Regions from separate parts of the Rattus norvegicus genome. Here region 1 is linked to region 2. The links are chromatin contacts, called in public Hi-C maps. All regions are on one chromosome and are shown on one strand. Each heading gives the region's core, a stretch centred on a gene start, on an enhancer-like site or on the middle of the called end of the contact. The rest is flanking DNA. Distances are from core to core; before and after follow the strand shown. Region 1 has its middle 42 kb from the start of Tars1. Region 2 has its middle 31 kb from the start of C1qtnf3.

Evidence for each region. Hi-C and Micro-C count contacts between places; a contact is called where the count stands out from the background.
Region 1: a contact with region 2 is called in a Hi-C map of liver, with 4 times the contacts expected there. The contact joins two enhancer-like sites.

What each region holds. Positions count from the first base shown.
Region 1 is chr2:62,069,662-62,075,873 of GRCr8, reverse strand. No RefSeq gene overlaps it. Among named protein-coding and RNA genes, the nearest start is that of Tars1, 42 kb to the left of the region's middle. Within about 2 kb of position 4,868, at least 11 of the 93 cell types and tissues checked have an H3K27ac peak or open chromatin away from gene starts, as enhancers often do. A contact at or near this core is called in liver, where this site is marked.
Region 2 is chr2:61,610,243-61,617,136 of GRCr8, reverse strand. No RefSeq gene overlaps it. Among named protein-coding and RNA genes, the nearest start is that of C1qtnf3, 31 kb to the left of the region's middle. Within about 2 kb of position 1,901, at least 3 of the 93 cell types and tissues checked have an H3K27ac peak or open chromatin away from gene starts, as enhancers often do. A contact at or near this core is called in liver, where this site is marked.

The sequences.
Region 1 (6,212 bases), core at 3,619-6,118, 460 kb before region 2:
GATGGTTTTCCGTATATTAAACCATCCCTGCATGCCTGGGATGAAGCCTACTTGATCATGGTGGATGATTGTTTTGATGTGCTCTTGAATTCGGTTTGCCAGAATTTTATTGAGTATTTTTGCGTCGATATTCATAAGGGAAATTGGTCTGAAGTTCTCTTTCTTTGTTGTGTCTTTGTGTGGTTTAGGTATAAGAGTAATTGTGGCTTCATAGAAGGAATTCGGTAGGGCTCCATCTGTTTCAATTTTGTGGAATAGTTTGGATAATATTGGTATGAGGTCTTTTATGAAGGTCTGATAGAATTCTGCACTAAACCCGTCTGGACCTGGGCTCTTTTTGGTTGGGAGACCTTTAATGACTGCTTCTATTTCCTTAGGAGTTATGGGGTTGTTTAACTGGTTTATCTGTTCCTGATTTAACTTCGATACGTGGTATCTGTCTAGGAAATTGTCCATTTCCTGAAGATTTTCAAATTTTGTTGAATATAGGTTTTTATAGTAAGATCTGATGATTTTTTGAATTTCCTCCGAATCTGTAGTTGTGTCTCCCTTTTCATTTCTGATTTTGTTAATTTGGACACACTCTCTGTGTCCTCTCGTTAGTCTGGCTAAGGGTTTATCTATCTTGTTGATTTTCTCAAAGAACCAACTTTTGGTTCTGTTGATTCTTTCTATGGTCCTTTTTGTTTCTACTTGGTTGATTTCAGCTCTGAGTTTGATTATTTCCTGCCTTCTACTCCTCCTGGGTGTATTTGCTTCTTTTTGTTCTAGAGCTTTTAGGTGTGCTGTCAAGCTGCTGACATATGCTCTTTCCTGTTTCTTTCTGCAGGCACTCAGCGCTATGAGTTTTCCTCTTAGCACAGCTTTCATTTTGTCCCATAAGTTTGAGTATGTTGTATCTTCATTTTCATTAAATTCTAAAAAGTTTTTAATTTCTTTCTTTATTTCTTCCTTGACCAGGTTATCATTGAGTAGAGCATTGTTCAATTTCCACGTATATGTGGGCATTCTTCCCTTATTGTTATTGAAGACCAGTTTTAGGCCGTGGTGGTCCGATAGCACTCATGGGATTATTTCTATCTTTCTGTACCTGTTGAGGCCCGTTTTTTGACCAATTATATGGTCAATTTTGGAGAAAGTACCATGAGGAGCTGAGAAGAAGGTATATCCTTTTGCTTTAGGATAGAATGTTCTATAAATATCCGTTAAGTCCATTTGGCTTATGACTTCTCTTAGTCTGTCTACATCACTGTTTAATTTCTCTTTCCATGATCTGTCCATTGATGAGAGTGGGGTGTTGAAATCTCCCACTATTATTGTGTGAGGTGCAATGTGTGTTTTGAGCTTTAGTAAGGTTTCTTTTACATATGTAGGTGCCCTTGTATTTGGGGCATAGATATTTAGGATTGAGAGTTCATCTTGGTTGATTTTTCCTTTGATGAATATGAAGTGTCCTTCCTTATCTTTTTTGATGACTTTTAGTTGGAAATTGATTTTATTTGATATTAGAATGGCTACTCCAGCTTGCTTCTTCTGACCATTTGCTTGGAAAGTTGTTTTCCAGCCTTTCACTCTGAGGTAGTGTCTGTCTTTGTCTCTGAGGTGTGTTTCCTGTAGGCAGCAGAATGCAGGGTCCTCGTTGCGTATCCAGTTTGTTAATCTATGTCTTTTTATTGGGGAGTTGAGGCCATTGATATTGAGAGATATTAAGGAATAGTGATTATTGCTTCCCGTTATATTCATATTTGATGTGAGGTTATGTTTGTGTGCTTTCATTCTCTTTGTTTTGTTGCCAAGACGATTAGTTTCTTGCTTCTTCTAGGGTATAGCTTGCCTCCTTATGTTGGGCTTTACCATTTATTATCCTTTGTAGTGCTGGATTTGTAGAAAGATATTGTGTAAATTTGGTTTTGTCATGGAATATCTTGGTTTCTCCATCAATGTTAATTGAGAGTTTTGCTGGATACAGTAATCTGGGCTGGCATTTGTGTTCTCTTAGGGTCTGTATAACATCAGTCCAGGATCTTCTGGCCTTCATAGTTTCTGGCGAGAAGTCTGGTGTGATTCTGATAGGTCTCCCTTTATATGTTACTTGACCTTTTTCCCTTACTGCTTTTAATATTCTTTCTTTATTTTGTGCGTTTGGTGTTTTGACAATTATGTGACGGGAGGTGTTTCTTTTCTGGTCCAATCTATTTGGAGTTCTGTAGGCTTCCTGTATGTCTATGGGTATCTCTTTTTTTAGGTTAGGGAAGTTTTCTTCTATGATTTTGTTGAAGATATTTACTGGTCCTTTGAGCTGGGAGTCTTCACTCTCTTCTATACCTATTATCCTTAGGTTTGATCTTCTCATTGAGTCCTGGATTTCCTGTATGTTTTGGACCAGTAGCTTTTTCCGCTTTACATTATCTTTGACAGTTGAGTCAATGATTTCTATGGAATCTTCTGCTCCTGAGATTCTCTCTTCCATCTCTTGTATTCTGTTGGTGAAGCTTGTATCTACAGCTCCTTGTCTCTTCTTTTGGTTTTCTATATCCAGGGTTGTTTCCATGTGTTCTTTCTTGATTGCTTCTATTTCCATTTTTAATTCCTTCTACTGTTTGATTGTGTTTTCCTGGAATTCTTTCAGGGATTTTTGCGATTCCTCTCTGTAGGCTTTTACTTGTTTATTAATGTTTTCCTGTGCTTCCCTAAGTGTGTTCAGGTCTTTCCTGAAGTCCTCCAGCATCATGATCAAATATGATTTTGAAACTAGATCTTGCTTTTCTGGTGTGTTTGGATATTCCATGTTTGTTTTGGTGGGAGAATTGGGCTCCGATGATGGCATGTAGTCTTGGTTTCTGTTGCTTGGGTTCCTGCGCTTGCCTCTCGCCATCAGATTATCTCTAGTGTTACTTTGTTCTGCTATTTCTGACAGTGGCTAGACTGTCCTATAAGCCTGTGTGTCAGGAGTGCTGTAGACCTGTTTTCCTCTCTTTCAGTCAGTTATGGGGACAGAGTGTTCTGCTTTCGGGCGTGTAGTTTTTCCTCTCTACAGGTCTTCAGCTGTTCCTGTGGGCCTGTGTCTTGAGTTCACCAGGCAGCTTTCTTGCAGCAGAAAATTTGGTCTTACCTGTGGTCCCGAGGCTCAGGTTTGCTCGTGGGGTGCTGTCCAGGGGCTCTCTGCAGAGGCAGCAACCAGGAAGACCTGTGCCGCCCCTTCCGGGAGCTTCAGTGCACCAGGGTTCCAGATGGTCTTTGGCTTTTTCCTCTGGCGTCCGAGATGTGTGTGCAGGGAGCAGTCTCTTCTGGTTTCCCAGGCCTGTCTGCCTCTCTGAAGGTTTAGCTCTCCCTCCCACGGGATTTGGGTGCAGAGAACTGTTTATCCGGTCTGTTTCCTTCAGGGTCCGGCGGTGTCTCAGGCACAGGGGTCCTGCTGCTCCTGGGCCCTCCCCTACGGGAACCCAGAGGCCGTATACAGTTTCCTCCTGGGCCAGGGATGTGGGCAGGGGTGAGCAGTGTTGGTGGTCTCTTCCGCTCTGCAGCCTCAGGAGTGCCCACCTGACCAGGCGGTTGGGTCTCTCTCTCACCGGGTCTGGGAGCAGAGAGCTGCTGCGGGCTGGGATCCGCGGGTGTGGGACTTCCGGTAAACACAGAACGTGCCCGGTTCTAGAGAAATTCTGCTTCCGTGTGTCCCAAGCTCACCAGGCAGCTTTCTTGCAGCAGAAAATTTGGTCTTACCTGTGGTCCCGAGGCTCAGGTTTGCTCGTGGGGTGCTGTCCAGGGGCTCTCTGCAGCGGCAGCAACCAGGAAGACCTGTGCCGCCCCTTCCGGGAGCTTCAGTGCACCAGGGTTCCAGATGGTCTTTGGCTTTTTCCTCTGGCGTCCGAGATGTGTGTGCAGGGAGCAGTCTCTTCTGGTTTCCCAGGCCTGTCTGCCTCTCTGAAGGTTTAGCTCTCCCTCCCACGGGATTTGGGTGCAGAGAACTGTTTATCCGGTCTGTTTCCTTCAGGGTCTGGCGGTGTCTCCGGCAGGGGTCCTGCCGCTCCTGGGCCCTCCCCCACGGGAGCCCAGAGGCCTTATACAGTTTCCTCTTGGGCCAGGGATGTGGGCAGGGGTGAGCAGTGTTGGTGGTCTCTTCCGCTCTGCAGCCTCAGGAGTGCCCACCTGACCAGGCGGTTGGGTCTCTCTCTCCGAAAGTTCCTCCTTTAAAGTGAAGTGCTCAATGAGAAGATGATAACCCTTTAATCCCTTTAATACGTTAGCATATTCGTGTGACTTACATAAACAAGATCTTAAGGGTCTGTGAAACTGTCTCCCTGTGACAATGCAGACAAAGACAGGGGTTCATGTATTTCTTTAAGCTTCTCATCAAATCGACCCAGGGTTAGAAACAGCAAGTTACCAAAGCTACTTTTGCAAAAGCAAGGGGACAAAAGGAATCCTGGGTAAGGATACATAGCCCTATTATGATCAAGCACAAACACATAGATGTTCTCACATGTGTACCTGCACCTATGCGTGTACACACACACACACACACATACACACACACACACACACACGAATATGTATACACAAAACAATCTGCAAACAGCTTCCAAAGAGGAAAGCTGGTGAGATTTTTTTTTTCCTTTTCCTTTCCCTTTTCTGTAGCTCCAACACCAGCTGTTGGCCTGTTCATCATGTGGCTGGATGCCAAAATCATTCTGTTGCCTCTTCTTTATAGTACAGAGTGGGAGAGTTAGCATGAGAAGGGCTCCAAACTCCAATGCAAACTGATTCACTTTGGGATATCTGCATTATACCTCGGCACTAGTAGGCATTGGGTAGTTGACCCACTTACATTGCTTACTATGTCTTCCTTTGGGATTGTATAACATGGTTGTAGGGCCTTGGCTTGAAATGAATCATCGAGACTGACTGTGGACTGTGGTAATTGAGCAACCCAGTGGAGACAGTCAGATGAAAGCAGTTAGGATGTGTTTTGACAATAGGCTTTTATACTGACCTTCATCAGAAGCAACAAAAATAGGATTTATCTCAGGCCAGAGAGGATCAGTGGCAAAGGATTTTTGTTGCTGCTGCTTTGTTCTTGTTTAAGATTTATTTATTTATTCATTTATTCATTCATTCACTTATTTATAAGTGCTCTATCTGCATGTATATCTGTACACCAGAAGACAGCATTCGGATCCCATCATAGATGGTTGTGAGCCACCATGTGATTGCTGGGAATTGAACTCAGGACCTCTGGAAGAACATCCAGTGCTCTTAACCACTGAGTCATCTCTCTAGCCCTAGTAGTAAAGGCTTTTGGTCCCCTTCACAATAACAGCCCAGCGAAGATTAGACTCCTCAAATCATTAGTCAATACAGACCTTCTATCCCTATGGCACCATTTCAGTTGCCCTCTCAAACGTTTCTCTTGTTAAATAGCTATGTGGCTACAACTTCTCTGCAGCTGCATCTTCCCTTCTTTGAAGGGTGCTGGGAAGCTATGACATCCTCATAGGGATCTAGGGAAGACAGGTATCTGCAGTAGTCAGGTAGTGATCACAGGAGGCTGGGCTCCATTCATCTGGAGTGATGCTAATGATCACTTAATTAAGAAGCCTGACACTGTTGTCACATGCTTCTCTGTTCACATCAGATCTGACTGACCAAGAAGAAGAGCCCGGGGGTTTCGCCAGCTGTTCATTTGTTAATTAATTCAAGAGATGTTTATTGTATGCCACGAAGCCTTCTATGCCCTGAGGATATGAAAGTGAGAACAGTCCATTGGCATTCACAGTCTCCATTCCAGAACTGATAACTGATCAGAATAAATGCTATGGAAAATACCGCAGGAAAGGTTGACAGAATCCTAGGGGATTAGTCAAGCTTACAGTTTTATGTATGGTAGTGAAAGAGGCCCCATTCTGAGGTGAGCCACCAAAAAACTCAAAGGGAATGAAAATCAGAAGGAGCCGAGGAGACATTATGTACATATCTGGGTAGAAATCCCTCCTGGGAGACAGAATGGGGCTTGCAATGATTCACTTATCGCCAACTAAGAAATGTTTGCATCACATCCTAGCCTGGTCTCTGGGAACAGGGCCACTCTTTGAATGAGACTTTTGGAGTTTGGACCATTTCTGCGTCTTAGCTCCTGCTACACTTTGGATATAGTTAAAATATGGCTCCCGAGGGCTCATGTCCGAGACTGTCCCTGAGGGGATGTATGAAGAGGG
Region 2 (6,894 bases), core at 652-3,151:
TATGCATCTATGTATGTATATGTGTATATGCATGTGTGTATACATGTATGTATATGTGCGTATCTATGTATATGTAGATATGTGTATGTGTGTATATGTATATATGAGTACATGTATGTGTGTATCTATGTGTGCATGTGTGTGTGTACATATGGCATATCAGTTCTGCTCCTCTACAAAACCCTCACTAATTCAATAAGGATATGATAGACTGATTTTCTTAGAGTCTTTCTAACATTTGAAAGTGGCTACTACTGCCCTAAAATATGTAGACTGAGCATTGGTTGAATGTTTGGCTTACATGAAAATTAAAGGCTAGTCTGCCTCATAATGGGCCCAACTATGTAGGATAATGAAGTCTTTTTCTGTGTGTGGTTTCCCTCCTGTTGAGTTCTTATGTAAAGGGACCCTGCTTTGTGGTCTCTCGGAGCCCAGCACAGTGACTTCTTCCACAGACCACTGTCCTTTGACTCTTCCCAACACCAACCCACAGGATCAGAAAAAAAAGAATTATATATAACTCTAGTAAATTAAGACATTCCTGGTAACCTAGGCCCCTTTGTTCCAGCATTTTCTATCATGGAAGGCAGCCATTACAGTCTGAAAAGGAGGCCTTCATACAAATGGGCTTTCTGGACTCTGACCATCACCATGAAGTAAGTTCCTAAATGCAAATCCCAGCTGCTACCTCTAACTTGACCACAGGCCACATAGCAGTCCTCTAGCTGCTAGCACAGCCAAGGCACTCCAGAGCGTCTCTGTGAATCCCACTTTGCTGGAATGAGAGAAACAGCTGCAGGATCCATTCCATCCCATGGAGTAAGGAGAAGGAAAATGCACATGCTGGCTTACTTGTTAAAAAATGAGAGCCTTTTCATGAAGCGGGGCGTTTATGTCCGAAGAGCAATGTCAATGGAATTACTCCACAGCTGGGGTCCACAGCTGGGGTCTTAGCATTCGGACACCTGGGTTCAGAGATGGGGTTGTCCACGTCTACCACAGGTCTCACCTTGGTGTGTAGAGAGCATACTGAGGGGTTGGCTCCTCTGAGACCCTTAGCCACAGGAAAGAGAGAGAAACAGGATGGTAAGCAACTTCTAGACGGAACACATTGTACATCTCTGGAACAGAAAGGAAGATTAATGTAAAACACACTTTGTTCAATGGGGATAAAAAGACATTTTATTCAGAGTCACATATGAACAGTCATGCCCCAGGATGAGGAATTCAGGTCACCCTGACTGACGTGTTCTATTTTATTATCACAGAGGGGAAAAAAATGAAAGTCGTGAGTCAACACGTTGCATTATCTAATAAAAAGCTGTGTGCTCTTTTCTTGAGGTTTGTGATGTTTGTGATGTTGGCTGTGTGCTTGGAAGGCTCAAAACAGAGGCCTGTAAAGAGATGCACAACACAGTTCCCCTCATTCCTGGAACTTTTTAGCATTACCTGGTTTGGAAAGAGGTGTGGTTTAGGTTTGGGAAAGGGTTTTGCACACCCGTCACACCAGGAATTCTTCCAAGGCCTCTATGATGTCAGGAGCCAGTGGATGGGGTATTTGGACAGGCAGAGCAGGCTGCAATGTCAGGAAGAGCTCAGAAAAGGCTGAAGGGATTGCAGCAGGGGCACATGAGCAGATACTAGCCATGCCTGCCCCAACGCGATTAGCCTAACTCTGCTTTTAGCCAATAAATCACAAAGTGGCAGAGCTGATTCACTCTTAATCGGCTCAAGATTCATTTTTGCTCACTTGGTAGAAATCAAGAAGCTACTGCCAATACCTGATAAAGGTGGCTCATTTGGGATTTAAGCCTGAGAGAAACAGCGCTGTACTCAGCATAGGATTCTCAAACAGGCTTATGAGCAATGTTTTATGCCTTAGCTGCTCTCTGCACAGGTCGATGAAAGTGGCTCCTTGTGGCTCAGGATTTCTCCACAGCTTTCCTCTGATCTCTGCCCTCAGTGCTCAGGGTTTCTCCACAGCTTTCCTCTGATCTCTGCCCTCAGTTCTCAGGATTTCTCCACAGCTTTCCTCTGATCTCTGCCCTCAGTGCTCAGGATTTCTCTACAGCTTTCCTTTGCTCTCTGCCCTCGGCGGGGATCAGGTGCCTCGTGCTAGTTAACCTGCGTTAGGGTGGTAGAATGGAAACAGAGGTACTCACAACTGCAAACTTAGGAAAAGCTGTGTGGTGGTTAGGCCCCCAATGATCTCCTGGCAGTCAGCAGGAAGGCTGTTTTACAAACTTGAATGGAAAGAGGTGGTCAGAGGAACTAGACAAGCTTCCTTTAAGAAAGAAAAAAGGAGGGGGTTGGAAATCAGGCCTCTCTTGTTATGTCTTAATGAGAAGAGAGCGGTCAAGGAATCGCTTGCCTCTTCCAGCTTGCCTGGTGCCTGGGGAAGCACCCGCCATAAGAAAACAACCAGCAGAATCTATCAATCAGGGTTCACAGGGGATCACAGAAACTGAAGCAGCAACCAGGGAGCCCACATGGCTCTGGGCTAGGTCCTCTTGTGTGTATATTACTGTTGTGTGGTGTGGTGTTCTTGTGGGACTCCTAACAGTGGTAGTGTCCCTGACACTTGCCTGCACTCAGGACCCTTATCTTCCTACTGGGTTGCCTCGTCCAGCCTGATATAAGGGTCCACACCTAGACTTATTGTAACATGTTATCCTGTGTTCTGTTGACCTCCTTGGGAGGCCTACTCATTTCCAAAGGGAAAGGGAGGAGGAGTGGGTCTGGGGGAGAGGTGAGGTGCCAGGGGAGGAACGAAGGAGTGGAGGGAGGGAAAACTGTGGTAGGGATGTGTTACATGAGAGAAGAATTAAAAAATAAAAGAATGTCCTCAGGAAGAGAGTGAAAGAAGACCGAGAGGCCTTCAGGAGACCTGAGGTGGCTCCAACCATGTCTGCTAGGTTTATTCCTCTGCTCATAAGATCTTCAAAGAGCAAATTCAGTTGGTGGAGTTTGGGAGTTTTGCTTTATATTATTTATGAAAGGTTTTACAAACCTGTTACTCCTTCGGCAAAGCCACTGCAACATGTTTAGAAGGAAAACAGGCACACTAATGAATGCTCTTTCTAAAGCAGCAGAGGCATTTAATAGAATTAAAATCTGACATAGATCTATGGGATTTGTTGAGTAGCCACAAGACCCGGAAAAGAAACTAAACCTGAAGGATTAAACCCAGGATTAGCTAAACTTCTACCTGATCGCTCCCAGCTGATACATTTCTTAACTCTTTTCCAGATCAAGAGCTATGAAACCCATAAAGAGAAGGGGGGGAGGGAGAGGGAGACGGAGAGAGGGAAGCAGACAGAGAGAGAGAGAGAGAGAGAGAGAGAGAGAGAGAGAGAGAGATTGTAGGCATCTGAAAATTGCTGAAAAAAGACCCCAGACTCAGTATTCAAAGACAAAGAGTGTTCATTCTGCAGAAACATCTAGCATTGCAAGGGTTACCATTGTTTCCAAATGGCAACACCCACAGAGACATTCAGTCCCTTTTATAATAGAACTGCTAAATTGCTTCTAAGATAACAGTGGACTTCTAAAACTTTGGACACATTCTAAGGGGTTACAGATACCATTAACTGAAGGTCATAAAGACGATCTATACCACAGGACCCCAGGTGCAAAAACAGAAGATAAGATATTGACTGAATTTATCTAAACAAATTTCAAGGACAGCTTAGTTATAGTCTAAAACTTTTCCACGACCCTGTAAGCCAATGACAAATGGTGAACATCAAGCCACATAATTGCTCCTATTGTATAAGCACATAGGCATTCTCTGTTTATGAGCTCTTATCCAATTTATGACTGAATTTACGTGCAGACGCGAAGTGAGTTTTTTTTTTTACCATGTTAACACAGCTCTGAGAATCTCACAAGTACTGAGAACAAAGGGCAGAGATAAGTCCCCCTCCCCTTTTCTCCCTGGGACTTCAACTTAGAGAAGCACAATTCCCTGCCAAGGTTTTACCTATCCTCCCACCGTGTCTCTCAGAGGTGCTAACCAGAGGAAGCCAGCCTTAAAGCAGCTCAGTCAGGCAGATCAGCTGCAGAACCCCAGAAGCAGAGTACCTTTCTCCCAGGAAAGACAGCAAACGGTCCACGGCCTAGTTTCTGAATGGGCTAAGAAAAATGGACTCCTCAGCATAAGACAGTCCAATGCTAAGTACATACAGCCAGCAACAAGCTGGAAATCATGGTCAGACTCCAGGCCTTGAAGCCTCTCAGCTTACTTTACCTGGACCAGTCTTAAGATTTCTGTGCATACAACACGGTAGATGAGGAGTCTATGGACCATAAAGTTGCTGGTACAGTTAAGACCAAGCAATATACAATATTATTCCTACTGAATCTTTCTTCTGTTATACTTGTAACAGAGATATGATTAAAATGTTCATTACACTTCCTTATTACACACATGGGGACAAAACAGGGGCATCTGTGTATTTGCTAATTTGCCACCTGCTTTTTTCATACATATTTCTGCAAACAACACCTATCGCCAACATTTTAAGTAATGAAATGCTTACAGAAAGATCTCCAAAAAAGTTAACTGAAATTGCATTAAATATTGATTTAAATTGGAAATAACTGCCAGGATGAAATAAATAACACTATATATTACTTTCCTTTTCTTTACGATCTTATTAAAATATAATTACATCACTTCCCTCTTCACTCTCCTCCCTCCAGCCCCTCCCATGTCCCCTCCTACCACACCTCCATGTTTTTTCCCTTTGCTCTCAAGAGACAGACTGTGTACATTGCTTTCTTCAGAGAGCTTCAAGGTATGAACCTGAGTGGCCAAAATAAATCTTACAGTCTGAGTCAACACAAAGCCAGCATTCTTTACAATTTGGGAGGTGTGTTAGCAAAATCATGGTAGGATAGCTTAGGTAGGGTTACTGTTTCTGTGATAAAACATTTTGGCCAAAAGTAAGTTGGGGAGGAAAGGGTTTATTTGGCTTATATTTCTGTGTTGTAGTCCATGATTGAAGGAAGTCAGAACAGGAACTCGAACATGGCAGGATCCTGGAGGCATGGCCTGATGCAGAGGCCATGGAGAGGTGCTGCTTACTGGCTTGCTTCCCCTGGCTTGCTCAGCCTGCTTTCTTATAAAACCCAGGACCACCTACCCAGGGACAGCATTAACCACAATGGGGCTGGGTTCTCCCCCCCACCAATCACTAATTAAGAAAAAAAATCCCAATCTGATGGAGGCATTTTCTTAATTGAAATTCCCTCCTCTCGGATGACTATAGCTTGTATCAAGCTGACATAAAACTACCCAGCGCGTGCACTATATCCATGACCTGTTCTTTTTTTAAAAGGCATTATATTAATTTGAGGGAACAGTCTTGGACGTTGGCAAAGACGTGACATACTGAAGCATCAAGGCACCCAGAAGACTGGCCCAGGGGATAAAGTGAATCAGTGTTGCTGATGGCAGAGAAGAAATAAACCGTTCAGGGTGGGGTGCAGCTCAGTCGGTAGCATGCTTGCTCAGTACACAGGAAGCCATGGGCTTGATGCCCAGGACTGAGTAAAGCTGTAATAACCCATAACCCAGGAATGGTGATGTTCACCTATAATCCTAGCACTCAGGAGGTGAAGACAAGCAGATCGGCATTGTAAAGTCACTTTGGCCTAGCCTGGGGTGAGGAAGAAAGAGAGAAAGAGGGACTTTGCACTGAGTTGAACAACTACTTGTTCGTTCGTTCGTTTGTTTGTTTAATGAAAAAGTGCTTCAGCCTAATAAAGGGATTACAAAGTCTACACGATCTGGCGCTACAAAGTGGTTGTTAAGTGGCTAGAGATTCAAGCATGAAATTTTCAAAAAATTAATCCTTAGACTAAATGCCATCATGGCTCCAACAGCAAACTCAAAGGCATAGGACACTGGGTAGATATTCACAGGCTTGGAGGCCACTAAGGATGGTCCTTCCCTCATAAGCAATAGCTTGTAGAACCCAGGGCTAAATGGTGCTGGTTGCTGATCCAAAGTCTGGGATCTGAGTCATTCCTCTGTCCCTAGACAGAAACAGGATTCTCTGAACTGGTGGAACAGAACCAACAACTGTCTGTGAGATTATGATCTAGTTGGAGGGTTTCTGAAAATAACGAGGAAACTATCCAAAAGTGTATCCAATTGCCCTGCTATTGGGAGAAAAAAACGACCCAACCCAGAGAAAACTGTCTGTTCCAGAGCTGTTTGAAATAGAACACAGGTTGTACAATATGTGGATAGGCAATTGGCCAATGACTACTGCCTTTTGGACATGGTACACTCTCACCTTCGAGTAATAAACTCGACCTCTACACTGTGGTCTGCATGAGTTGTTTCACTTTTTTCTCCACAGATCTCGAGGAACAAAGAGGAGAGGCCAGAGTGACATTCTGGTGGCACAAGGATGCTCTGCAGGTGGTCAGGGGACAGATCAGAGTCCCAGCTGGAGATGGAGACTTTAGTTTCTCTATCACACTCATACCTGGTTCTTCACAGACCGTGACTTGAACAACCCAAAGTCCTCTTTCAGCAGGGGGGGGGGGGGTGGGGGGGGGTGGGGGGGTGGTGGTCTCTCCGAGGGAGGCCTTGGAAAGTCTGTTTTCTCATTCCCTTCCTTATATTTGGAGACTCCTTTCAACACCACTTCATACTGAGTTTCATATACATAAGAAAATGGGCTATAAAACTGCTCGTCAAACATCCTGTGACAGTCTGAATAAAAATGCCTAACCCAGGGGTTGGGGATTTAGCTCAGTGGTAGAGCGCTTGCCTAGGAAGCGCAAGGCCCTGGGTTCGGTCCCCAGCTCTGGGAAAAAAAAAAAGAACCAAAAAAAAAAAAATGCCTAACCCATAGGCTCACATATATTCTTAGTCAC